3 separate regions of the Mus musculus genome follow, and regions 1 and 2 are each linked to region 3. Evidence: chromatin contacts called from public HiChIP or PLAC-seq data. All regions are on one chromosome and are shown on one strand. Each heading gives the region's core, a stretch centred on a gene start, on an enhancer-like site or on the middle of the called end of the contact. The rest is flanking DNA. Distances are from core to core; before and after follow the strand shown.

Region 1 (2,700 bases), core at 28-2,527, 630 kb before region 3:
GCCTGTCCATGGCAGTGGGGGCTTGTAGTACAGCTTGCTCCCTCCTTGGCAGATCAGAAGCAAGATCTGGGGCTAAAACTGGAATCAGATATCAACACAAAGCTCACTGTCAATGACTCAATTCTGCTGCCTAGGCTACAGAATGGAAGGCTCCACAGCCTCCCAAAACAGTGCCACCAGCTGGAGACCAAATATTCAAACACCCGAGCCTATGTGGGAGATCTCACATTGAAACCATAATTACTACTTGATGGTAATTTGTCACAGCAGCCCTGGAAACGCTAACAGAACCACAGGGCTCAGCCTAGTTCAGGGAACACCATTTCATTGACACATTACCCTTTTATTTCCCCTCAATACATAGATTAGTGTATTTCACACGGGCATCCTTTGCTGGCCCTAAGTCCAAGATCCTGTTTGTAACTGTTTCTGAATTTCAGAAAAAGAAAAAAGAACTCAGGAGGCCAACTTCTCTTCATCATCTTTGTTCTATCTCCAAGTGACTGAGCAGGACACCCACTCTGTATTAGGTCTGCTTTGTGTTTCTCTCTCTCTCACTCTCTCTCTCTCTCTCTCTCTCTCTCTCTCTCTCTCTCTCTCTCTCTCTCTCTCTCTCTGTGTGTGTGTCTGTGTGTGTGTGTGTGTAGAGACAAGAAGAGGTTAGCTCCCTGGATCTACAGTCATAGGTGGCTGTGTCACTTGAAGCTGGGAGCTTGGCCCAGATCGTCTACAAGAACAGCAAGTGCTCTTAACTGCTGAGCCATCTCTCTAGCCCTGTTTGCTTTGTTTTTCAATTAAAGGTTTTTGTTGATAGAAGGAGAAGGAGTACTTTCTTGCTTACAGCCTGTTTATCTAGCTTGGTGATGCCATGTTTACACAGCAGGAGCCCTGGAAATTAATCAATATTTCTGATGAAGCAACACTGAGCTCCACCTCAGCACACACAGTGGCTGGAAAATTTCGAGCTGCCTACACAGGCCCACCATTAAGCTGGTGCCAACTTGGGTGCAGACCAAGACACAAACATGGCAGTGAAGTCTCAGGATACTGTTAGTTTCCTGGTGTATGGAAAAGTTATATTTGCAAGGGGCTAGGGGCAGAATTCAGTTCTAGCAATGCCAGGAAATAGAAGTAATATTTCCATCACCTACAGCCTACTGAGTGTAGAGAAGACATGACAAGAGGCCATTATGGGACAGAGTAGCACGTGTAAAATAATGAGTCAGGTTTGCTCCTGCAGGGTTTCCTCAAACCCTCAACTGGTAAAAGATGCACTGTCTGCAACGTTCACTAAAGCCACTGCAATAAAGAGGTGTGTAAAGAAACAAGGTGCAGCGGTGTGTTACCCTACCACTGAATACTAGAAAGAGTTCCACCCCAAGATTGGGATCTCTCTTGCCTTTGAGTTCTCGGCAATGTGGGAACCTGGAGGGTTTTGCTCTCTCAGCAGTCACTGATTAACAGAAGAAAGGCAGTCATGTTCTCCTCGTTTTCTGCATTTCTGGACGTTTCAGGTCTCCTGGCGTCTTTCCAGTTGTCATTTTGTAATGCTGCTTCCTGAAGGAGGGCAAAGTGCTCCAGGTGTGGTCTCGTTTCCCTCTGAGCTCTGAGGTAATGCTTTCCCTCACAATGAGGCTTTGTTCTCACCTTTCTCTGACTCTCTCTGGCTCTGGCTCTCTCTGTTTCTTTCTCTCTTCTCTCTCTCTCTCTCTCTCTCTCTCTCTCTCTCTCTCTCTCTCTCTCTCTCTCTCTCACACACACACACACACACACACACACACACACACACACTTCATTCCAAGACCTGAGCAAAAGTAGGTTACTGATCCCTTCACGAAACACAGAATGGCCAATCATAGGCTCTCACATTTTTTTTCCTGTGGACTAAGTGTACTGCACCTGTTTCCGAGGAAGCCTCATATTACCCTGAAATTTTAGAGAGCCTCTCCTCATCCATCTCAAAGCACAGGTGGAAATCCAAGCTTATCTTACAACATCCCCATGGGAACAACACCCCTGCCTGCAGTGAATGTGACCTAGTTAGAACTCGAGGCAAGAAGCTTTGGGGAAAATTCCCCTCTAAGCCCCGGAAGGTCGACTTTCAAAACAGTATTCAGGGTGCCATCAGCCAAATAGTGTCCTGGAATGTGGCTGCCATAAAGAATGGCTAGAATACAGCTTATTCCCAGGAGAACGCAATTTCTAGAGGAATAAGGTATTTACTAGAAACAGTTAGGTGAGAGGTGATATTCTGACCGGTTCTGATATTGGAAGCCATGGAATCACTTGAAGGCTCCTGCTTAAGACCATGCAGAAATAGGCAATCGCGTAGCTTTGAGGTTAGGTAAAGGAGAGGCAGAATCAGTATGGCAGTTTTCAAACAAATGCTAAAGTCTGGGTTCTGCCTCAAGTGGGCTACCCTAAACAGCTAAGGTTGGGACACTCAAAGGAATTTCTAGCAGAAATCCAATTAGGAAACAAATTAGTATTGTCTTTCATCTAAGGCAGAGGACACTTTGATGGGGGTTAATCCCCTTTATACAATGCACATGTTTCTGTCTACTTAAAAAACGGTAATACCAGGCATTCCTTTGCCTAGTCAATGCACGCACATTTGGTTGAATGCACTCATCTCTCAGAAAGGTGCTTATCATGAGGCAAGAAATGCCAGTCACAGGACACAGCTATGGTTGTCAGTAC
Region 2 (2,700 bases), core at 10-2,509, 810 kb before region 3:
TCTAGGCAAGGTACACAATGGTCTGCAAGCGTGTCTGTATAAAGAAAGACCCTACCTACAAAGCTATAGGGGAAAGTCTGTGTCTCTCTGCTTCCTGCCACATATGTCTACTGACAGTGCATCAGGGATGATGCAATGTGGGCTGGTTAGCTTTTTGTCAACTCTATACAACCTAGAATTGTCTGGGAAGAGGGAACCTCTTCCAGTAGCCAAGTAGTCTGTCAGGCATTTTCTTGATTAATGATTGACATGGGAGGGGCAAGCCCAATGTGGAGAGTGTGACCCCAGACAGTGGTCCTGGGCTATACAAACAAGCATGTTGAGCAAGACATGAAGAGCAAGCCAGTAAGCAGCACTCCTCTATGGCTCTGCTTGGATTCCTGCCTCCAGGTTCCTGCCCCTTTTGTCTTCATGATGGAGTATAAACAGTAAGACAAAAGAAATCCTTTCCTTCACATGTTGCTTTTAATCATGGTGTTTATCAGAGCAACGAAGAACAAACAAAAACAGGTAGACTGAATGAATGGGATTGGAAAGACCACTTCAAGAAACACTCCTATATATGACAGAATACTTGCACTCTCACCCCCTGCCACTGATTGGTACATGGTGAAAAATCAAAGGGCTTTAGTCTGGAGCCAGTAGTCTTTACCTTCAATATCTTCACCATACTCAATAGCTCAGCCCAAATACTAGTCTGTCAACCAGGCACATTTTGGGCTCTCACTTTGTCTAACTCTTTGGGGACTGTGCTACTCAGAATGTGTCCCCACCTAGCTGTGGTTTGTGGTTAGAAGAGTCTCGTTAAGATGACATGAATACTTCAAATACCAGGTCTGCTGTTGGGGCTGAAATGCACCATTCATTTTGTTCATGTGACTATAATAGACTCAGACCCAAGCAGAAACACTCAATGACATGCCAATGGTTCTGCATCACCAGGCTTAAGGGGAAGCCACCAGCTGTGTTCTGAGGATACACAGCAGAGGCAAAAATGCTTGTTGGGCTCAGAGCCTCAAGATATTAACAACACTCTTATGCTAACACTCTAGACGTCCATGTTGTTCCAGGAAGCAGACAGTCTCTACCCTGGCAATGGCCTTCCCAGGACACTTACCACTAATGGGGTTGGTGCACCCAGCACATTTCTTAGCGTACAAGTCACAGAAGCAGGTCAGGCAGTATGGAAACTCATCCCGTGCTGTGAAGCGTTGCCCAGATAGCTGCTTCTTGCAGGCTGTGCACACAAAGCATTCCTTGTGCCAGGGCTGCTCCCGGTAAGTAACACCTCCTGTGGTGATAGGCTGGGGGAGACAAGTGTATGAGTCAGGGCTACCCCTGTTTCTGGTAAACATCTGTCACTGCTGTTGCCCATGAATGATGTAAGACACGAGCCCCACCCACAACAAATATGCAGTTTGTTAAAGTCGACATGGAGGGACCTGTGGCTCCAGCCACATATGTAGCAAAGGATGGCCTTGTCAGTCATCAGTGGGAGGAGAGGCCCTTGGTCCTGTGAGGGCTCTATGCTCCAGTGTAGGGGGATGGCAGGACCAGGAAGCGGGAGTGGGAGGGTTGGTGAGTGGGGGAGGGGATAGGGGGTTTTCGGAGTGGAAACCAGGAAAAGGGATAACATTTGAAATGTAAATAAAGAAATTATCTAATAAAAAGAAGAGAAGAGGAGAGGAGAGGAGAGGAGAGGAGAGGAGAGGAGAGGAGAGGAGAGGAGAGGAGAGAAGAGAAGAGAAGAGAAGAGAAGAGAAGAGAAGAGAAGAGAAGAGAAGAGAAGAGAAGAGAAGAGAAGAGAAGAGAAGAGAAGAGAAGAGAAGAGAAGAGAAGAGAAAAGAGAAAAGAAAAGGAACTTCATACCCCAGGCACCTCATGTTATCATCCATACCATTGCTACGGTTCCTGGCTTTCTCCCTAGTGATGTGGGGTCTTTAGGTTTCACAGTAGTGCAGGGGAACAGAAGGAATGAGTGCCATGGGGCATTGTCACCATCCCAGATAGGAAGGTAGCACAGTGGTCAGAGATAACATTGAAGGCATCGACTGCTACTTCTGAGCAGCCCTGAGATCCTGTAGCTAGAGACCTCAGTACCTCAGTTCTGTCTACAAAGTCGGAGTGATGAAGAGAAAAGGATGAATCTCTGTGGAAGCCTTCCTTCAAATCCCAGCAACTGATGGCCTCTCCAGCTCTACTCTCATGCTCAGCCTGTACAGTAACTAGAGAGGCAGAAAGGCAGAGGCTTTCTGGAACCTGCATCTGCTGGCGTGGGACCCTGAAGGCCTTTATCCTCGCCCTATCTTAAGTCATAGGAGGTTTCTGAAGAAGCTTCAAGGTGATAAACAGCTTGCCATACCTCAACTGCATCCAGTAACCTCCAAATATTGCTCTCCATATGAGTTTAAATCATGGTGGAGAGTAGAATCAGAAGTCAGGGGAGGCTAAGTGAGCCTCACCTCGACGTGCAGTGGCCACAGAAGATAGGCCCTGCCCCAGTGCTCTTTACCTTATGAACAGTATGGCAGCATTTGGCCATTTCTGAAGTCCCTGCATGAAGCTTGTGTGGCAAGATGCTATTTTTAGGCTGTAGATGAAGCAACTGAGTCCCAGATATTGTCCAAGAATTAAGTCAGAATCAGTTAATGACAAGGCAAGAAGGAGAATTAAGACTCCCTTCTGTCCAGTGCTCTTGTC
Region 3 (2,700 bases), core at 75-2,574:
ATGGAAATGCTGTGGTTTGAAACAAATGGCATACACGGGATTCTAGGAACCTGCCTCTTAAACTGGAGACCATAGAAATGCACAGGGCCCATGATTGAATAGGAAAAAATTATTTTCATCCTCCACATGTTCTTAATTATGAACACAGGCAACCTTTGTTATTAAAGTGTGTAGTTTAGATATATTCAAATGCCATTTACAATTGTTTTCCAATTTAAAAATAACATTAGTTATTAGACTTGACGATGGCTCTGTTATTTAATTTTAAAAAGAGCACACATGTAATTACTTACATATATGAAACTATTGCAATACAACAAAAATTAAGTTGTTATAATTCTTTCAACCGTCTACTTCCTGTATAATCCTATATATTTCATCTTATGCATTTAAAGACATCTCTGTGGTAAGGTGTCTTGAGTTTGTCAATGGGATAATTAAGATTACTCTGGGCGCCTTCTTGCTGCTGGGACTTTTGGAGTAGACACAGCAGTCGCTGCCACTAAAGAGAAGAATTACCACACTTATGGCTGTGGTTCGGTGCTCAGTATTTCAGAGGCCTCCAGGCAGGCTACACACTGAAAAAACGTGCAGAATCTCTCACTGGTACAGAGTAGATTTGTCACAAATAGGAAAATATTAATTCACCCCCACAATATTCTTAATTATGAATGTTGGCAACCTTTGTTACTGGATAATCTGTGTAGTTTAAATTTCAAATGCCATTTACGATTGCTGTCACTGTGCATCCTAATGGGAAAAAAACCCCGCAAACTATGGCTCGGTAACTGTGTTACAAAGAGGAACTTCACTGGAGAAAAGGCAGGTATTTTTCTGAAATTCCGGATGCCAAGGGTAAGTAAGCCACGAAGACAGGAGGGAGCTCATTTCTGTCACGTGTTTTGCTTTGGGGACTCTGGCGACAAAACAGCCGACAACCCACTTCCTGTTGACTAAACAGCACCTCACCCTGCCAGAAAGGCCGGGCCGCTAAATCTGAGACTTCCGCGCTCGACTTTACAGGCTTCCGGTCCGCAGCGGGTTAAGCCAACCTCGGCGGCGTCGCGAGGATCCCACGCCTCAGGCAGACAGCCCGTTCCTCTCGCTGCTTCTCACGGAGAGTGACAGCTCGGAAGGCAAGAACCTCCCTCCAGTGCGTTGTCATCCGCAGCAGCGCACACTCCGTTCCAGCTCTGCAGCCTGGGTAACATTCCCTCGTCGTGACTCGTAGCGGCGCCGTTAGCTTACGTTGAAGCGTATGATTGGCTAGACACCTCTGACCGCACACGATTGGGTACTGGTGGCCAGGCTCCGCCCCTTCCCCACCTCCGTCCCGCGGTAGCCGGGTGTCCTCGCGCCGCTCGTCCGCGCGCTGCCTGGCAGTTTGCCTCTTCCTCGTCTGTCCTCCAGCTTGCGTCCATGGCCACCGCCGCGACCGAGGAGCCCTTTCCTTTCCACGGTCTTCTACCAAAGAAGGAGACCGGGGCCTCCTCCTTCCTGTGCCGCTACCCGGAGTATGACGGGCGCGGGGTGCTCATCGCCGTCCTGGACACAGGGGTCGATCCCGGGGCCCCGGGCATGCAGGTGAGGCGGCGCCCAAGGGCCCGTAGCCCAGAGGGCCGAGCCTGGAACAAGGCGGGGACCGGACGGGCCGGGGCGGCCCGGACAGCTCTGGGAGACCTCCAGGCCCTGTTCCCTGTCCACACAAAAGCGGTGTGGTCAGCGTGGCTGTTCGGGATCGGGGGCCGCGGGGAAGCTTTGCTGGTCAGCCTGGGCGTTCCAGGCCCCACACCTCTTCAGGGTCCGCACCCGACCTCGGCATGGGAAAATTTTACAGTTTTATAGGTCTGGGAGGGCGCGGGAGCGTGGGGGGCACCAACGATAGGGGTAACAGCCTTGAAGAGATCCTTAGTGATGTTTAAGAGATACTCGTTTTGGCAAGGCCAGCAAAGTGAGTTCCCAGAATTCGACCCAGTCCGCTTCCGGAATGGTTTCTTCTGATACTTTTGTTCTATTTTTAAGTTATTTGCTGGTGTTTGTTCAGGGTCCTTGAAATCTTTTGGGTTAGTCTTTTTTTTTTTTTTTTTTTCAAAGGGCCCGACTAATTTGTTTCGGGCGAACTTTTCAGGCCTTATAAAATGTGCATTTTAAACGAGAGAACATACTTTGATTACGACTTCCTAAAAATGACTTCATTTCCTTTATTCAAGTTAGAAGTCTTTAAGAGCAGGGACCTTACTGATGTTAAAAAAAAATGCCTGAATAAAATGTATTCTGTGTTTAAATAGCCTCTTACTAAAACCCCCTCATAAGTACTCTCTAACCTTTGTTGAAGAGCTTATCTGACTAAAACTAGAGTTTATTTACCCTCTTTTCGGTCCGTGGTCAGTTTATCAAATAGATAGATTAGATCACATTGATACCATCTTATCCTTGTTCCTCACAAAAGAGGGATACTAATTCCTCTCCTCCTAGCCCTTGATTTGTTTCCTCCAATCTTTAGTTTTCTCATTGTGCTGCCTAATAATTGACATAAATGGATGGGAAGGTAATTGACGTACATGTTAGAGGTTATTGGAAAGGATAGGAAAGAAGCCTGTGTGGACACTCTGGGACTCTCAGGGAATCCTGCTTCCAAGTGTTTGTTACTTCTTCCCCTTTCTGGTGCACACCTGAGCCCTGAAGCACACAGTGTCAGAG

What was found. HiChIP or PLAC-seq counts read pairs in DNA pulled down with a chosen protein or histone mark.
Region 1: a FOXA1 HiChIP or PLAC-seq map of pancreatic cancer cells shows a contact between it and region 3. The contact joins the enhancer-like site here to the promoter of Tpp2 in region 3. A contact is called at or near these places in 3 of 39 promoter capture datasets (the 3T3-L1 cell line and hippocampal neurons) and 3 of 115 datasets of contacts at active chromatin or transcription factors (embryonic midbrain, forebrain and pancreatic cancer cells).
Region 2: a contact with region 3 is called in an H3K27ac HiChIP or PLAC-seq map of the NIH/3T3 cell line, with 6 times the contacts expected there. The contact joins the enhancer-like site here to the promoter of Tpp2 in region 3. A contact is called at or near these places in 3 of 39 promoter capture datasets (the 3T3-L1 cell line and liver) and 5 of 115 datasets of contacts at active chromatin or transcription factors (the NIH/3T3 cell line, astrocytes, double positive thymocytes and 2 more).

What each region holds. Positions count from the first base shown.
Region 1 is chr1:43,304,609-43,307,308 of GRCm38.p6, forward strand. All of the region lies in intron 1 of LOC115487086 (a long non-coding RNA gene), which reads right to left. Among named protein-coding and RNA genes, the nearest start is that of Gm29040, 45 kb to the left of the region's middle. Within about 2 kb of position 1,278, at least 47 of the 459 cell types and tissues checked have an H3K27ac peak or open chromatin away from gene starts, as enhancers often do. A contact at or near this core is called in pancreatic cancer cells, where this site is marked.
Region 2 is chr1:43,127,127-43,129,826 of GRCm38.p6, forward strand. Fhl2 (four and a half LIM domains 2) reads right to left here. Exons shown (of 6, transcript NM_010212.4): 5 at 1,118-1,304. Among named protein-coding and RNA genes, the nearest start is that of AI597479, 30 kb to the left of the region's middle. Within about 2 kb of position 1,260, at least 69 of the 459 cell types and tissues checked have an H3K27ac peak or open chromatin away from gene starts, as enhancers often do. A contact at or near this core is called in the NIH/3T3 cell line, astrocytes and effector CD8 T cells, where this site is marked.
Region 3 is chr1:43,932,670-43,935,369 of GRCm38.p6, forward strand. Tpp2 (tripeptidyl peptidase II) reads left to right here and starts at 1,325. Exons shown (of 29, transcript NM_001310540.1): 1 at 1,325-1,584. The coding sequence starts at 1,420.